Regions from separate parts of the Mus musculus genome. Here region 2 is linked to region 1. Evidence: chromatin contacts called from public Hi-C data. All regions are on one chromosome and are shown on one strand. Each heading gives the region's core, a stretch centred on a gene start, on an enhancer-like site or on the middle of the called end of the contact. The rest is flanking DNA. Distances are from core to core; before and after follow the strand shown. Region 1 holds the start of 1700110K17Rik (RIKEN cDNA 1700110K17 gene). Region 2 has its middle 9.4 kb from the start of Gm35177.

Evidence for each region. Hi-C and Micro-C count contacts between places; a contact is called where the count stands out from the background.
Region 2: a contact with region 1 is called in a Hi-C map of cerebellum, with 1.9 times the contacts expected there. The contact joins the enhancer-like site here to the promoter of 1700110K17Rik in region 1. A contact is called at or near these places in 5 of 39 promoter capture datasets (embryonic stem cells, hippocampal neurons, liver and 1 more), 3 of 484 Hi-C or Micro-C datasets (brain, cerebellum and cortical neurons), 1 of 115 datasets of contacts at active chromatin or transcription factors (embryonic stem cells) and 3 of 9 other capture datasets (adipose tissue, liver and macrophages).

Annotation. Positions count from the first base shown.
Region 1 is chr9:40,332,164-40,335,289 of GRCm38.p6, reverse strand. It overlaps 1700110K17Rik (RIKEN cDNA 1700110K17 gene), which reads right to left and starts at 1,818. Exons shown (of 3, transcript NR_040728.1): 1 at 1,703-1,818. Gramd1b (GRAM domain containing 1B) reads left to right here. Exons shown (of 20, transcript NM_172768.2): 3 at 1,635-1,845.
Region 2 is chr9:40,536,484-40,539,398 of GRCm38.p6, reverse strand. No RefSeq gene overlaps it. Among named protein-coding and RNA genes, the nearest start is that of Gm35177, 9.4 kb to the left of the region's middle. Within about 2 kb of position 1,493, at least 41 of the 459 cell types and tissues checked have an H3K27ac peak or open chromatin away from gene starts, as enhancers often do. A contact at or near this core is called in cerebellum and cortical neurons, where this site is marked.

The DNA of each region.
Region 1 (3,126 bases), core at 569-3,068:
CACATTGGAGAACTAAATTCCAGTTTGGGCAGCCTGAGAAGATCCAGTGGAGCAGAGAGAGATGGCTCAATGGGCAGAGGTGCTTGCTCCCAAGCTTCCACCATGTGGGTCCCAGGGATCGACCAGAGTTCGATCCCTGGGACCCACATGGTGGAAGGAGAGAACTACCTCCCTAAAGCTGTCCTCTAATCCCCACGTGTGCGGCGTGGTATGTGCATCTGTGCATGTACACATAGTGGAGGTCATGTGCAGAGCTCCCGGCCCCACTCCATACAGATTCACACTCTACCTCTTCCCCCTCCCCAATGATACTGGATGGGCTGCTGGATGCTCTCTCTGTATTGAGTTTATCCAGGCGGTAGGGCATGGTACTCTTTACAAATGTCTCCATGGAGCATCTGAGGTTACAGCTAGATCTTCATGTAAATGTCACTGTCCCGAGGCAAGGCCAGAATGTGGTATGGCACAAAGGCTTCCTGAGTTAGTCTGGCTCCTGAGCAGGTGGGCAGGATCCTGCCCCTCCTGTCACCTTGGTCTGGGGCCATGTAATCTCCCAGGATGTCCCTTCCCATTTCCACTGTCTCTTTCTGAGGATTCTTCCCTCCCTGCCCAGCTCTTTGATTTCTCTGTTCTCTGAAAACAGAACAAACTGAGTTCATTCTTTCCTCTCCACCCTTTTCTCTTCACCTCTTCTATTCTATTGAAAACACAAGCTAAGTTTCGGTCTTTACTGTATTAACAGATTGAATGCCTCGGTATAACTGGATTTAGTGCCATGGGAAGTACAAGGAACTTTTTAGAGGTGAATTTTGGGTAGGAGGTATGAGAACAACCCCCCCCCCCCCCCGTAGACCAGCAACATAACTTACCAGGCTGCTATGAGTGACTTACATCTGTAGCAAACTCTGAGGCTAGCCCTGGGTCACTTTCTCCTCTCTATCTGGCATTTAGCTTCATCTTTTAAATGAAATGGAAGGATAGTGGCCGTTATTAACTCAACTGAATGTCCTGGCACATGGTACCTGTGCCAGCGAGATGGCCAAGCCAGTGTGGCCTGAGTTCATTCTGCAGGACTCACACTGTGGAAGGAGGAAACAGACTCTGGCAAGTTGCCCTCTGACATCCACAGGCATGCCCATGGTACATGCATGCCTGCACACATACATGCAAGATAAAATAACGTCGTAATTTGTAAAAGACATGCCTATGAAATAATATATATGTGAATGCTTTGAAAAGCGGAGTTGTTGTCACTATGGGCAAGTGTTGAAACAAAGCATGTATAAAATGAACTGGTGGCATTGAGAGATTCTTTCAGGGTCTAAATCATCTTCCCTAATAGCTTTCTACATGTAGTTAAAGCTCAAACAGGATTGGATGGGTGAATATTTAAATACTTGACTGCTTGTTTCTAGTCCCAGTTCCCTTTTCACACCGGCACTACTGCCCCCTGCTGGTCAGTAGCAGCATTACAGTGCAGCAAGTCCCTAGCTGGGTTGTCTCCTCAGCCTGTTGCCTGGGCTCCCTGAGCTGGCTCCTTTGCATGGGTCTGTGGCCGACCGTCACTCACAGCCTTCCTTCCTTCCTTCCTCTTCCCTCTCCATCTCATTCCCCGTCTCCATCTGCCCCTGCAGCACTGCCAGTAACTCCAACCGCAGCACGCCAGCCTGCTCTCCCATCCTCCGGAAGCGGTCCCGCTCACCAACACCACAGAACCAGGACGGAGACACCATGGTGGAGAAGGGCTCAGATCACTCCTCGGACAAGTCCCCGTCCACCCCGGAGCAGGGTGTGCAACGCAGTTGCTCCTCACAGTCTGGTCGGAGCGGTGGTAAAAATTCCAAGGTGAGCAGACGATGCTGGGGACTTGGCAGCCTTTGTTAGCTGGTCGCAGGAAGCTACTGGGTACTCATGTGACCGAACAGCCCCGTGTCTATGTGATGAAGTCAGGACAGGTCAGCGTCAGCAGGGGAGACTCTTGATGAATTGATTCCTGGTTAATCATTCAGGGAGGGTCCCGAGTCATGCGCCCCTTCTCCACCCCGCTCCCCATCTCTCGGTAAGCATCTAAGGAACTTCAAGACCCTTGAGATATGGAGGAAGCTCTGGTGAGCAGGAGGTGTCGCCTTTATAATCCTTCGTTAAATTTGGCCCTTTGAACTGGCAAAGGAACGTTATTTGGGACAAGTGTATTGCCAGGAAGAGCGAGTTCAGGGAAGCTTCCGGAGGGCTATTTTTAACCTCCTCCTTGGCCATCACCCCGCCTTACCTTTGTCCCAGCCCATGCCCTACTCATCTTGCAGAGAGGATAGTCACAGGACTTTTCCTTCCCTCTCAAGCTTGTCTTGGGCTCCTGATCCAAGGATTAGCATAGAGGCCTCCCTCACATGGTTAAGGTTCCCCAGAGTTCTCCTTCGATCCCCAGGCCTCTGGCAATCAAGAGGTGCCTCTACTCAGGTGCTCCTAAACCAACGGGAGTCGCAGGGCTTGAGAAAGGGGACCCCTCGGGAGGCTTGGGAGAAACCCCACTTGAACTTGTCTTTTGATTTCTTGTTCTTCCTCTTCTCCCCACTGTTTTCCAAACACCTTTGCATGCATGGTCTTAGTCTCACAAGCGCCTCTCAAAAGTAAGCCATCTTTTGTCTCTGTCTTTTAATCTCCCCTCTAGTATTGAATTGTCTGTAGTGCTCAGCATCCCTCCTTCTACCCCTGCCAATTCTGCCCATATGTCCTGCTTGGTCCCTTTCCCAGAAGGGCTGAACCCACTGTTCCCCACCCCCACCCCTTGGCAGGCTGGCTTGGAAGTCACTGAGGGACCACGCCCACTGCACCTGACAACAGAGAAAAGACTCCACCTCCCACCCCACTCCACCTGCACCCCATCCCCTTCCCGAGTCTGCCTGCTTCTCAAACACTACCACTAGTGGGAATGTGTCTCCCTCCTTGCGTGGCACTTTGTAAAACGCAGAGTCCTGCAGGAGGTAGTTCCGTCCCTGTGGGCGTGGAGCCTCCACTCAGTCACTCTGTTGTTTCATGTGACCCTTGGATGGGTAACGGTGGCCTCCCTGGCAGAAGTGAGGAAAGACCTTGATGAGATCTGCCTAGTTCATCTTTTCCTCCACCCCT
Region 2 (2,915 bases), core at 244-2,743, 200 kb before region 1:
TTACCACGACGGCCTGCATTAACCAAGGCAGCCATAACCTCTGAACGTGATGTAAGGAAACGGGCCAAAGACAAAACTCTAGCACTATGCTTTGAGAATACAGCACCAGACGACTCTTGGCTCATTAAGAACATTTAAATGTGAAAAACCTGCGTCCATCACCCAAGAGCTGGGATTACAAGCATTTATAACCATGTATGGCTTTTTTAGAAATGTAGTTTCTGAGGAGTGAGTACATGGACTGAGCCATCTTTCTAGCCCCAACCTGATGTCTTTTAGATCTTGTCTTTCTTTTAGTCTGGAGGAAATGGGAGCCAGGGAAAGACATTTATAGCAGGGCAAATAGCTTTTAAAACACCTGCTCCCCTCAGTAGCTGCGGCCCAGTAGATCTGGAGCCAGACTTGGGTTGAGGCCTGATCTGTTTGTGCTGGGACATGCTTCATAGGGCAAAACTTAGTTGAGCTAAACTACCTGACACCCTCTATGATCTCATTACTTTCTTGCTTTGTATTGTTCAAAAGATGAGAGTCAAGGAAGGCTTACCCCAGGCCTGAGGTGTGTGCAGCTCAGAGGCACAGCCCTGCCCACGAAGGCCTAACCCTAAATAAGGTTTGAAAGACCCTGTGCTGGCTCAGCTGACAGACTGCGATGTCAGCACAGGATCCTTCTCAGAGCTCCGGAATCTTAGTACGGGCCATGCTGAGTGAGAAGGGAGCCTAGAGTTTCCAGGAACAGAGAATTTGACACGGAAAACCCCTGGAGGTGGTCTCAATGTCAAGTCAGTGGTGGACAGGCTTCGGAAATGAGAGCTCAGAGTATTAAATCGCCTCTTAGGGTTCTCTCCCAATTCTCTTCCTAGGGAAATGCCCAGCTGAGGCGTCTTTTGCTTTAAACAATACGGAAGGGACCCCACAGGCCCCACTCAACCTAACTCTCCCAGGTTGAGGTAGACATGGGGCCTAAAGGAGTGAATTAGCTTCAAACTGAATAGCACTCTCCGGACAGAACAGTGAGCCTGCAGGGCTCTGGGCTTATATTTATCCACTGCCTTGGGCAGTATCTTTTTCCACCGCCTACTTTGTCTCTATTTCTTCAACAATGGGCCATGACACACAGTAGGAAAAGAGAAGAGAACAGAAGCCATCCCCATCCTCCTGAGGTGATGTGTCCCTTTCTGACCTGGCTTCTGATAGGGATGGATTTTTTTTTGTGACAAGCACACAGTCTTCTATGCTCAGAGCCAGAGAAACTGCTCCCAATTGGATTAACAGGCATGGTTCATGGGACTGACTCCTATTTCCCTCACTTTGAAAGCAGGATGTGTAAAGCACAAAAAGCTGGTGATACAGGCTTGATGGGAGCTTCCAGGAGGAGGGGGAAGGGAAGAGAAGTCCCCTACTTGGCAAGAGGGATAGAGCAGTCCTGCTGCCCCTCCCCCAGCCAATCTGGCCTTCCTTTGTGCAGGGCTGACAAGGGGCAGCTGGTGATGCTGGCAGCGAGGTGGGTAGAGGGAAAGAGCCAAGTGCCTGGGCAAGGTCCAGTTTCAGAGTGTGGACAGTCCTGGAGGATTCCTCCGTCAGATATGGGCACTGACTCAGAGAGCCTCTATGGTCAATTCTGGAAGGTGCTTCAAGGACCTTCCTTATTATTTATTTGGTAGAGGCATGTGTGTGTGTGTGTGTGTGTGTGTGTGTGTGTGTGTGTGAGAGAGAGAGAGAGAGAGAGAGAGAGAGAGAGAGAGAGAGAGAGAGAGAGAGAGAGAGAGAAAGAGATCATGAGTGTACTGATAGCCTGGCAAGCTTTGAGTAGCACTTCTGTTGGGAGACTACCTAAGTTTAAACCGCAGCTCTGCCCACATTAACTCTATCACATTGGACAAATGACATCACCTCTCTGAGCCTCATTGCCTCACATACAAAACGCAGGTGACAACTACCTAGTGTGACTTGTGCTTAAGTAAGTAAATCAGACACAAAGCACTTCCAGTGGTACCCGAGTTCCTGAGTGTTGGCTTGAGTGTGTGCTCTTGCTACTGTCATTCTTTTAACCTTACTATGTTTTTCTGCACAAGCTAAACAGAACCCTTGAGCAAACCTTTGAGAGAGTCAGTATAGGAAAAATTTAGTTTTTGGAAATCCCCCCAGATGGCTGGAAACCCCATGAGTTCTTGGGATTTCTTCAGCTCTGAACTTTCAGGTGATTGGCTTGGCATGGTAATTTTCCAGGGACATCCCCTCCAGAGTGATGTATCTTCTAACTCTTGAGAGTACCATGAATATACAATCCAAAAATTGCCTATTTGCTACTGATGGGTTGATACAATGAGCACTGGATCCAAGACACAACTTACTTTCTAGAGATCACATCAAGGTGGTTTGTGCCTCAGTTTCTTCATGTAAAAGACAGAAGTGTTCACTCCTTTTCCAAGATTGTTGGCTAATGAGCATGTGTGTGACGTGCTGAGTGTGAAATGGCAGGGTCACTGGGAGAATTATTGTCACGTAGTAGAGATCCTGTTGCCATATCTTATACTTACTGTGTAGCTCTGAGCAAACTACCTAACCTTTGCTAAGACTCCAAATTCTCTCCTGTAATGTGGCAATAAGTAAGCTCATCTCACAGGATTGATGTAAAGATTACAAAAAAATCTTGTGTTAGTAACACTTTGTACAACATATTATATATTATGATCATTAATAAGGTTGAGGTAGACAAGATGGCTCATCAGGTAAAGGCATTTGCTGCCAAGCTTGCTGCCCTGAGCTCAATGTCCGAGCCTTAGGCAAATCCTCCTCTTACCTTTACTTGTATGCCATGTTTATGCAACATGAGGGTAGGCAAATACACACACACACACACACACACACACACACACACACACACACACACACACCTGCTTCTACAAAATAAATAT